Linked DNA regions of Mus musculus: regions 2, 3 and 4 are each linked to region 1. A link is a contact called in public HiChIP or PLAC-seq and promoter capture Hi-C data. All regions are on one chromosome and are shown on one strand. Each heading gives the region's core, a stretch centred on a gene start, on an enhancer-like site or on the middle of the called end of the contact. The rest is flanking DNA. Distances are from core to core; before and after follow the strand shown.

What was found. Promoter capture Hi-C pulls out the DNA fragments that hold promoters and counts their contacts. HiChIP or PLAC-seq counts read pairs in DNA pulled down with a chosen protein or histone mark.
Region 2: a promoter capture Hi-C map of liver shows a contact between it and region 1, with 6 times the contacts expected there. The contact joins the promoter of Nsmce4a here to the promoter of 2310057M21Rik in region 1. A contact is called at or near these places in 7 of 39 promoter capture datasets (the 3T3-L1 cell line, the C10 cell line, erythroid cells and 3 more), 3 of 484 Hi-C or Micro-C datasets (CD4 T cells and the G1E-ER4 cell line), 3 of 115 datasets of contacts at active chromatin or transcription factors (bone marrow-derived macrophages, extraembryonic endoderm stem cells and memory CD8 T cells) and 2 of 9 other capture datasets (adipose tissue and liver).
Region 3: an H3K27ac HiChIP or PLAC-seq map of extraembryonic endoderm stem cells shows a contact between it and region 1, with 2.7 times the contacts expected there. The contact joins the enhancer-like site here to the promoter of 2310057M21Rik in region 1. A contact is called at or near these places in 2 of 39 promoter capture datasets (the 3T3-L1 cell line and stem cell-derived epiblast-like cells) and 1 of 115 datasets of contacts at active chromatin or transcription factors (extraembryonic endoderm stem cells).
Region 4: an H3K27ac HiChIP or PLAC-seq map of embryonic stem cells shows a contact between it and region 1, with 4 times the contacts expected there. The contact joins the enhancer-like site here to the promoter of 2310057M21Rik in region 1. A contact is called at or near these places in 3 of 39 promoter capture datasets (the 3T3-L1 cell line and stem cell-derived epiblast-like cells) and 3 of 115 datasets of contacts at active chromatin or transcription factors (embryonic stem cells, large pre-B cells and pancreatic cancer cells).

The regions. Positions count from the first base shown.
Region 1 is chr7:131,361,352-131,364,018 of GRCm38.p6, reverse strand. It overlaps 2310057M21Rik (RIKEN cDNA 2310057M21 gene), which reads left to right and starts at 1,293. Exons shown (of 6, transcript NM_026655.4): 1 at 1,293-1,511; 2 at 2,083-2,286. The coding sequence starts at 1,348.
Region 2 is chr7:130,546,071-130,548,737 of GRCm38.p6, reverse strand. Nsmce4a (NSE4 homolog A, SMC5-SMC6 complex component) reads left to right here and starts at 1,357. Exons shown (of 11, transcript NM_001162855.1): 1 at 1,357-1,746. The coding sequence starts at 1,464.
Region 3 is chr7:130,748,936-130,751,602 of GRCm38.p6, reverse strand. Tacc2 (transforming, acidic coiled-coil containing protein 2) reads right to left here. Exons shown (of 22, transcript NM_001004468.3): 16 at 270-413. Among named protein-coding and RNA genes, the nearest start is that of Btbd16, 24 kb to the left of the region's middle. Within about 2 kb of position 1,347, at least 63 of the 459 cell types and tissues checked have an H3K27ac peak or open chromatin away from gene starts, as enhancers often do. A contact at or near this core is called in extraembryonic endoderm stem cells, where this site is marked.
Region 4 is chr7:130,799,474-130,802,140 of GRCm38.p6, reverse strand. The region is part of intron 9 of Btbd16 (BTB (POZ) domain containing 16); the gene reads right to left. Among named protein-coding and RNA genes, the nearest start is that of Btbd16, 27 kb to the right of the region's middle. Within about 2 kb of position 1,305, at least 35 of the 459 cell types and tissues checked have an H3K27ac peak or open chromatin away from gene starts, as enhancers often do.

The DNA.
Region 1 (2,667 bases), core at 44-2,543:
AATTTCTTTTAAAAATATAAATTGAGCCTTTTAGAATTAAAGGTTACTGTTTCTAGATTTTGTTTATACTGAATCTCTGATTTCTCTTTCAAACTTGATGAACACATTATACATACACTCTGGTGACTGTCTATAGAATTCAATCATCTTTTTCTTGATGACATAAACACGTTTTTTGAACAGGGGTACACATACAGACTAAAATGAAAATTAAAGCAAAACGTTTTTTCTGAGCGATGAACAAAAAGTTCTGGGACAAAACTAGGTTATGGCTGAACAAAACTTCCCCAGAAATTATATATAAGGCCTCAAGCACAACTTTAAAATTCAGGTACTCCACATTTCTGTAAACAAATTTCTCCCCTCGCCTCAATAGATGTTTAAATTATCTACACAACCCACTTCAGGAAGATAATGGGGGTGGGTATGGGGTGGAACGACAGCCGATACCTAGCTTTCTTTCCAATGAGTATAAAGTTTCAAGTCCCACTTGTCACCACAGAAAGTTTGACCGTACAATGTACTTCTGAAGGGACCAAGGCCCATTGCCAGTTTTTGTCAAGGTTATGAGTGAGAAACCTTAAGTCGCAGCTTTGAGCCTCTTGGACATTTTTAACCTTGAGAATTCTGTCATTTAGGACGTGCAAGCACGCTCCACCGGGTTCCTGAGGCTCGGAAGCCGGGTCTTAGTGGGTTCAGTGTTTAGTGCCTTCGGCCACTCAGCATTATTCTGCAATGCTAAGCGCCGCGCTCCACTCTACAGCCCACGGAGGTGACCTGAGCAGTGAAACAACGCGATCAGCCGTGGTCGCACTGCTTCAAAAGCAGCCTGCATGGCCTTCACTCCACGGGCTGGCGCAGGAAGGGTCCCCGGAGTCCTCTTCCGAGGACCTCGGATTGGGAGCTGGCTTTACAGGCTGCTTGAGCCAAGGAGACCGCACCTATCTGCTTTGGTACCACCCTCAGGGTGCCGACACCGCCCAGGCGCCACCCCACCTCCCACCCTAAAGCGTCGCTGCTTTGCCAACGTGGAAATAAACCCCTGGGTTCCCGCGCGCAGAGCACTGCGCATGCGCGCGGCACCTGCCCCAGGAGCGGAGGAATTCCGCGCACGAGCCAACCCCTGGCTCTTTTCCGCGGAGATTTTAAACCAACTTCTGGAAGGGAGACGAACACGCATGCGCACGTGTGGTGGTTGGGTCCCGGGATGGGAAGGGTTGGAGTGGGATGGGGTGGGGTCGGGGGAAGAACCGGAAGTTGTGCTGAACCTTCACCTCCCCTGGGCACTGAAGGAAACGCAAGCTCTGCGAGAGAGGTTCCGACGCCGCCTGGGTTGGAGGAGACAGAATGGAGACCGCGATCGAAGACGCGGGACTGGACCGCGGCCCGACGCTGACCTCGTCCTGGGATGCGGCGTGCGGGGCGCTGACCCAAAGCCTTTTTCTTACCCGGACTGGGCCACGTGCCCAAGACTTGGACTTCGAGCAGCTACTGGAGCCGCCAGCTCCGAGGTGCGCCGGGCCAGGGCCGGGGTCGGGTGACAGTCACGCTGCTGAGGAGCCGGGAGGAGGACGGGAGCCGAGACGGGCGAGGGAGCCGAGCGAGGCCGCGGGGACGGCATGGGGGAGAGCGGTGGTGCCTGGAGGTGGGCGAGGCTGCGGGCAAAGGGTGCGCGCTGGGCCGGAGAGGCCGGGAAACTCGTGTTCAAGATGCCCTCCTGTTACAATCCTCCTCGCCCCCCACCCGCGAACGCCCCCAGTCTTCTATTTGGGGGGAACAAGAACCACGGCGTCTTGGAAAAAGACACATGGTTGTTTTAACATTCAGTAAACGCTTTTAATTGACTGCGAATGAATTAGATAGTTGAATAGGCTGTCCACGGTCTAGGAAAAGTGGACGGGAATGAATGCCCTGACGCCTCAAACCTCTGTTCCTTATTAATTCTGTGAGAAGTATCTGTGGGTGATGGGGAAGGTTCTTGGTTCTCATGGCAAGTAGAGGTGAGTTTGAAAGGATTAATGGGTTATGCTTCTACTCGGAAAACTTATCTCTGTGATTTTTTTTTTTCAATTTTCTTCTCAGCCAGGATCCGGTTAGTCTGAAAAGCAGCCTGAGCCCCCGAGATGAAAACCCCTGCTTCATTTACCTGAACTGTGGCCCTAATGGGGGTGAAGAAATCCTTTCGGTTGGCGTTCTGAGTTCAGCAAGAAACATGGAAGTATACTTAGGAGAGGAGTATTGTGGAACCAGTCGAGGCAAGACTGCCTGCACTGTCCTGGATGACAGGTTTGTGACTTGTCTAGATGAAAGTGTTCATATGAATCAGTGTCTTTATTCTCAGCTCGTAATGTTTGTGGATTTTCTGAGACTGACAGGACAGGAGTCATTAGGGAAGAGAAGTTAAAAACATGCCAATAGACATAGGTTAGACCACTAAGCCTTCCAACGGCAGGGTTGATGAGCAAGCTTAAAAATATGGAGATTTCGGGCTAGTTAACTGGAAGTGAGTTGGCGGGTCACTGGTAATTAGTGGAAGAGCTTTATTAGAATGCAGTCCAGGTAAGCATTCTTGTTCTCACGTATCTCAGCAGGATCTGTTTAACAACCATTAGACATTCTGAAACTGACTCTCTTCCCTTCTAGAAGGCTCCTTGTGATTGATATATC
Region 2 (2,667 bases), core at 108-2,607, 820 kb after region 1:
CATAAAATATGAAGAGATGCACTTATATACGTGTAAGGGTGTCTATGCATAGCTTCCTAGTTCTTTTTTCTTTGGAGGCTCTAGAAGCAATGATATCTCAGTAGCAGTGAGCTCACTAGGCTTTGGATCTTGGTCTCAAAATCCTCTCAGCCTTTGTGAGGTAGTTAGATTCACGAGGATCAGGAACTCAATATTAGCTTCAGCTACAGGGTCAGTTTGAGGCCAGCCTGGGTTACATGAAATCCTATGTGAGAGGGAGGGATGGAAGAAGGAGAAGTGTGTGTGTCAGAGGGTAGATTACCTCAGGATTCCTAAGGTGGCATAAAAACTGGTACATGGGCGGGCGGTGGTGGCACATGCCTTTAATCCCAGCACTTGGGAGGCAGAGGCAGGCAGATTTCTGAGTTTGAGGACAGCCTGGTCTACAAAGTGAGTTCCAGGACAGCCAGGGCTACACAGAGAAACCTTGTCTCAAAAAACAAACAAACAAAAAACAACAACCAAACTTGTACACGGCAGTGTGGATCCATAATCCTAGTGCGTTGGAAGTGAAGACAGGAAAATGCCTAGATCTTGCTGGCTATTTAAGTCCTGTCAAAAAGACGAGTTCCAGGTTCAGCTAGAGATGCCTTATGGTAAAGAACGTGGAGAGTGGGCTGGAGAGATGGTTTAGAGGTTAAGAGCACTAGTTCTCATAGGAGTAGGGTTCCATCGCCGTTATCCACAGGGCAGCTCACAAACCCTTCTTAACTCCGGTTCCAGAGGAGGTGTGCACGTCCTATTTTGACATCTGAGGGCACTGCATACATTTCGTCCACAGTGTGCACGCAAATAAAGGATGTATATACACACACAACAAATCTAAAAAATGTGGAACTGAAAGAGGAAGACCCCTGAAGCCAACCTGCCGTTTGTACCCGCAGATGCACACTTGTGCATGCGTATCTATGTACAGTGCACACACACACAATTACATGGAATGATATGTATACATGTATCTTTGAAACCACATTGCATATAATTATCTTCCTCAGACCTGTTATAGGGTATCTGTTGTTAGAGAATCAGCTGTGAACCTGCCGTGTGGTGGTGCAGATATTTAGAAGGAGGCTTAACAGTTTACTATGGTACAGTCAAGGAACCCTGTTTTGTTTGTTGTATCCTCCCCAAGGCCAGAGGAGCCAAAGAGACAATGGGAAGATGCATGACTAAGTGGGGTGGGCATTAGGATCAGAGATCTAAAGTCCTAAGACTCTTGCTTGCAGGGTGGAGTAACTAAGAACCAATGCGAGGCACAGACACAGCCAACGCCGCCGCGACCTCCGGGCCACAGGTGTCGCTGTGTGCTCACGCGCCAGCCGGGGAGCTGCGTTGCTCCTGGAGCCGGCGCTCGAGCCCAGCCGGGGGTTTCAGTTTCTGGCGCGAACTTCCGCCGCTCCGAAGTTGCAAGGCGAATTGGCGCGATGTCTGGCGACAGCAGCGGCCGCCGGTCTGAGGGCCGGGGCCGGGGCCGCGACCCGCACCGGGATCGCACCCGCTCCCGGTCCCGCTCGCGGTCCCCGCTGGCCCGCCGCGGCGCCGCGCCGGAGCGCAGGGAGGCAGCGGAGCGTCCGAGCTTGGAGGACTCCGATCTGTCTGATTCTGGGGACGAGCTGATGGACCCGGCCTGCTTGGAGGCCGAGTACGACCAGGGCCTGTGCCGCCAGATCCGCCATCAGTACCGCGCTCTCATCAACTCTGTCCAACGTAAGGTGGCGCTTTGTGGCTGCGCGGGCCGGTGGCGTTCCATGGCTGGGGAGGGCGGTGGAGGTGCAGGCGCTGGCCGGTCTGCGCAGGCTCGCGGCAGCGCGCTTTCGCTTGTTTACGAAGTGCAGCCTACGCGACCTTGGCGGCGGCCGCGCAGGTGCTGTGTGGCCGGCTGGAAAAGCGGGAGACCAGACCTGGTGGTGACTTGAGCTCAGCTAGCCAGTAGGGAAGACAAGCACACACCACCAGATTTTTGTTCAATCTAGCTTGCTCCTCGTGGGCGCCTGAGCTATGGAGTCCCTTGGGATTGCTAAAATGCACATTTCCCTGCCCAGCTCGGATACACTGAATCAGAAATGCTGTACAGGCCCAAGCGTTTGTTGTGTGGCTCTCCAGATGAGCCTGTTGCTTGAGAAGTTGACAATCCTTTCTTAATCGAGCCCTTGTATTGGGAAGCCGAAGAGTCATCCCTTTGCACATTTGGGGAGCAAGTGTTTCCTGTCAAGAGTTCAAGTTTTGAGGGCTGGGGAGATGGGCAGATGCTTCTCTTGCGACCTTAATTAGATTCCCCAGAACCCTCTAAAGTGTCTCCTAAAAGTAGTTCTGTAAACTTGTATCCTCAGCCGAGGGGAAGCAGAGACCCTGGGTCTCTTTGGCCAGCTCACCTAGCCTTCTTGGCTAGTTCTATAGATAGATAGATAGATAGATAGTTCTATAGATAGATAGATAGATAGATAGATAGATAGATAGATAGATACCCTGTCTCAAAAGGCAAAGGTGATGGTGCGCTGAGGGAAGGACATCAAAGGTTGACCCCAGGCCTTCTGCACACACAGACGTTCAATTTGCTTGGAACAGTAGTAACATTGTCTCTTTCTGTAAAAGATAAAGCCTTTTTCTGTTAAAGAGATAAAGCCACTC
Region 3 (2,667 bases), core at 98-2,597, 610 kb after region 1:
CCATCCCCACCCCCCCCCACCCCGCGCCCCACCCCCCAGCCCTGAGGAGCAACAAAGTATCTCTTCTATAGTGAGTTGGCCATGCCTGTTAGCATCGTGACTAGGCAGATAAGAACTCATAGGGTGTTGCTCACCTAGCCTGCAGTGTTTGGAGGACAGTCTGTCTCCAAAGACACCAGTTTCACAGCTAAATACAGTTATTGACACTGCAGCCTGGGATCCTATCTGAGTATCAAGAGCACGGTCCTTCCAGACACCACAGGCCTCACCTCTGCTCTGGCAACCTGGAGTGCAGAGTCCAGGTCTGGCTGCTGGAACAGAAGGCCTGGGGGTTTCTCCACCTCGGTGGACCCGATGCGGGAGTACAAGGCAGTTTTGGAGATGGAGACATCTGGTGGGTGAGCAGCTTCCCTCTGTGGAATGTTTTTTTCATGAGAGAGAGAGAGAGAGAGAGAGAGAGAGAGAGAGAGAGAGAGAGGAGAGAAGAGAGAGAGAGGTCAGTTACCACTAATGGCGTGACACACAGGCTGCACACGTGGCCATGACCACCGCATTCACCCGCTCAGCTGCATGGTTTTGAAACAAAGAACATCGAAACTATGAGAAAATGCAAAGACTCATGGATGAGAGCAATGCCAGGTCCAGGCGGGGGATGGGAAGCGTTCCTACTGCACATGTGCAGGCACACAAAAGGGCTAATGAGACGGCAGCCTTTGTAACTAGGAACCCTGTGGGCCCAGCCTGTCTGCGGCCTGCTTATCACCGCCATTTATCAGCCGCCGAGCCAGCTAGGCATTGTAAGTGAACAGTGGTCATTATCCTGCCGGCCCCACTTCCAAAATAAAATCTTGCTGTGGGATGATACAGAACACTAGTCTATGCTGCCGAGTTTTCGATAGCTGAAGATTGGATCGTTTTTGTACAACTGACCAACTGCCAAATTTGGCTGTGCTCACATGGCTCTGTTTAAAAGGATGAGAAGGCGGTGGCCTTCAGAGGAGAATCTGAAGCCTCCTCTTGTCAACCTTGTCAGCTCTGTCAGGATTTGAAAGTGTGTTGCCATTAGGTCTGCTATTTAACAGCAAAGGGGAGACCTGGAGCCAATGACAGTATCTATCCACTCTTCCTGATGAACCCTGCAACAAAGGCCATGCTGTCTGGCTCAACCCAACTGACAGGGGTTTGCAGCTCTCTCGTGTTCTGTAGGCTTCAGTTACGAGCCTCAGAGAGGCGAGGAGGGGACACATGGCTATTCTTCTATTTCACAGAACATTAAGCAACTTGTAACACAATTGAAACACAGTGTTAGGAGCATCATCAACCAGCATGGCCAGGCTCCCCCGTCAGCCTACTTCCACGGCAACCCAAACATCCAATGGACCACTCTCCGCCCTATGCATTAACCTCAGCGTTGTCATGGCTGCCAAGAAAGCCTGCACCACAGTTAGAACACAAGTCCATGCTACAGTGGGAGGTGGCGGCGGCCTGATGGGCAGAATGGGACTGCTGCTCCATCCTCGGAGAACCAGGAGAACAAACTGTGCACTGAGCAGAGCACAGTTACACAGAAAGAGGGGAGGAGGCAAGAGGGTGAGGATTGAGATGTGCTTCCGTGGGAAGGGGTGGGGCAGAGTGTTTATAACCAGCCTTACCTTGCCTCACTATAGAATCGGGTTCTGAGGGCCTAAAGAAGAGAAGCACTTAGAAAATTCAGGAGGTACAAGAGCAATGGATAGGACTGGAGGTGACCATTTAGGAACCATTAGTGCTCACATGCAAGGTGCACACAACGGTTTAGTTGTCCTAGAAGAAAACTGCTGTGACCTGTAGTCATTGTCCCTGCCTGCCCTTGAGGCTTTGAGCTCACCCTCAAGTGATACCTACATGTTATTCTAACTCACTGAGTCTGCCTATCCCCAGCTCACTGGCCCTGACTACCCCCAGCTCACTGGCTACTACCTACCCTCAAATGGTGCCCACAGATCACCTGAATCTCACTGTCCAAAACTGCCCAGAAACCCCTGGGCTCACCTTCAGTGACCCACCTTCAGAACCAAGAGCACACAGACCTGGTCAACCAGAGCATGGACTCCAGTCACATGTCAGATGGGATGCCATGATTATCTTTCTCAGTTTCTGTTCCCGGGGAAGGCCTAGGACAACTGCCTAGAACATAAGCTACCAGTCCTTGGCAGCAGGCTGCCGATCCCTCAGAGAAAAAGCGCTTCCTGGTGGCAGGACAGAGGCTCTGCATGGAGGGCTTATCTTTGCTCTTGGCAATGGTTTATAATGCTGCTTCTCTGAGGGACAACACCTCAGTAGTAATGGGAACATTATACCTGGAAATCACCATTTAACGGCTGTAGTAAGAAAAGCCCACAAACACAAAATTAGGAAGAGAACATAAAAAGGAAAACCAAACAAACCCAATTGTTTTCACTTTAAATGTGCTCCTTAAAAGGGGGTTAGGGTAGCTGAGGAGATGGTGAAGAGTGGTAAAGAGCACTGGCTGTTCTTCTAGAGGACTCAGGTTCAATTCCCAGCACCTATAAGTTGGCTCACTGTACCACTCCAGTGCCAGGGGATCTGACACCCTCTTTTGGCCTCTGTGGGCACCAAGAACACAGATACATGCATGCAGGTAAAACAACCATACAGGTAAAGTAA
Region 4 (2,667 bases), core at 56-2,555, 560 kb after region 1:
GGAAACAAGTCTCATCGGTAACTAGACTCTGGTGTTGGCCATGGCTCAGAGGGCATTCTAACCTGGGTTCAGATCCAGCTCGTCTACTGTACGGGAGAGGGGAAGCACCACTTTGACCAATCATTTCCTGTGTCTCACAGGTGACAAGTGCAGGCAGCAGTACCAGCACACTGAGTTGCTGTGGGGATAAGCCCTCTGGATAACACACTCAGTGTTGTGTTTGACAAGTGATCAATAATTGGTAGGCATTGTTTTGTGTTTGACAGAGAAGGATCGGTTTCAGAAATTCCATGTGAGACAGCTCAGTATCACTGTCAGAGTGTGGGACAGGCGTGACAAGAATAACTGGCATGTCTTCTTTCTTCTTTAGTCTAAGTAGTGTTACATATGTACATGTATGTGGTGTGTGTGTGTATGTGTATGAGTGTGTATGTATGTGTGTGTATGAGTGTGAGTGTGTATGTATGTGTATATGTATGTATGTGTGTGAGTATGTATGTGTGTGTGAGTGTGTATGTATGTGTGCATGTGTATGTATGTATATGTGTATATGAGTGTGTATGTATGTGTGCATGTGTGTGTATGTGTGTATATGTGAGTGTGTTATGTGTGTATGTGTATATGTGTGTGAGTGTGTGTGCATTCCATGCTATATATAAGTACACGTGCATACATGTTCTGACCTGTATGTGGAACTCAGAGAAGAGCTTTGGGGACACAGCTTTCACTTTGCACTTTGCTGAGGCAACATCTCCCTTGTTTCTGCTGCACCAGGCTACCAGGCCTTATACGCCAGGCTAGTCAGTCCTCGAGCATTCTGGTCTCCATCGTCCATCTCATAGTAGAAATTCCTGAGTTACAGATCTTGGGTTCTGGGATGGATCGCTAGTCATCAGACTTGCACAGCAAGCGCTCTCTACCTGCTAAGCAATCTCACCAATGTTTTGTTTAGGGAATTTCTGAGATTCTGAGATTCTCTGAGTCACAGGCAGGAAGCAGGGGCTCTTGGGGACAGAGGGAGTGGGGCCCCTGTTGTAAGGCACACTTTTGTGTAGATGGGAACTGGATAGTTGTTGGGGCTTGGCTTCCCAGAATGCAGAACTTGGAGTGAGGTTTTCGTAAATTGGAGTTATGAGAACAAGGTCACCTAGTGGTGACCTCTACAAGGAAAATGAACTGAGAACCACATTCTAGGCAAACAAATTAAGCCCAGAGGCCCAGGAGGTCAGGAAAATATACCGTGTATATTTGCATATGGTTTTACTCTAGATTGTTTACAAAATGGAAAGTGAAACCCAAAGAAGATAACGAGGTGAAACTCTACTGACTTTCAGAGAGAGAATGCTGGGCAGCCCAGAGGCAGAGGGCTCTGCTGAGAAAAGACTATTGATCCTTGTGCCTTTCTCACAGGTTGGAGGTCAAGCGACAGTGGGTGGCTGGCAGGTCAACTGAGTGGAGCCCAGAAATGTTCCATCTCTGGTCCCAAGTTTGGCCACTTCCATGTTTGCTGCTCAGGGCTCACACAATCTCCCAGCCTGGTTCACTCTCTCTGGGAGGCCTTGCTTACTTGGTGAACTGGGGAAGGTGCCATGTTGGAGGCAAGATGTGGGTCCAGGAGCCAGCAGGGGCCCTGCCCAGATCCTCATCAGCTCTCTGATGTACTGTAGTGTCGGGTTTGGGGCAATGCGAGGGTGACCATGCAAGTCAGCACCTAGCAAAAATGCTAGGTTACTGAAGGAAGTGTTCCCTCTTGGTTAGATGTGAAAACGAGGTACCAACCTTTCTCAACAAATGCCCTGACAGGAGCTTCTCTAGCCTGGTTACATTTATACATTCCCTCTTTCTCTCTCTCTCTCTCTCTCTCTCTCTCTCTCTCTCTCTCTCTCTCCCTCCATGTACATACCTACGTGTTCATGTATACACACATGGTAGAAGCCAGAAGTTGACATTCAGTATCTTCCTCGATTACTCAATTACCTCATTTTCTGAGAGGATCTCTCACTGGCCTGGTGCTCACTGACTGAACTAAACTGAATGAGCCGTGAGCTCCTGGGATCCATCTGCCTCCACCTTCCCAGCATGGGACAGCAGATAGGAGCTGCCTTGAAGTCAGTGGGTACTGAAGAGCGAGACCAACCTAAGAGGCTGCGGGGAGTCTGGACTGCCTGCCTGAGTCTGCGTCTACCTCAGGGTGTGTGGGCTGAGGATGAAGGCCCTTAGCCAGTAGCCCCTGGCCTATCTGCACAGGTGCCTCCTGCAGAGGGCCAGAAGGATAGGACCCAGTTTCCACCTGTGTCTGCCAGGCTGGCGAGTCTAGACATTTGACACGTAATGCTCTGGAACTGCCTGCTGAGGCATGCTGTCGGGCCGGTGCCATCACCAATGTTCTGCCTGTGGTCAGATGTTTTTTTCCCTCTTTTTCAGGGAAACGTTGCCAGTGCTGGACGGCTCAGACTTTCCGAGGGAGGGATGGATGGCGTTGTGTAATGTCTAAGGACCCCGTGTTTACATGTTCTCCAGTCCCTGACCTTTGCTCTGTTGAAGGGTGGAGTGGAGGGTGGTGGGTACAAGGGTGAGGAAAACATAGGGAACCAGAGTGTCTGGGGCTCACAGTGCGCTGCTGCTCTGGAACTGGCTTTGAGGGTCCTCTTAGATAACGGGGTTCTT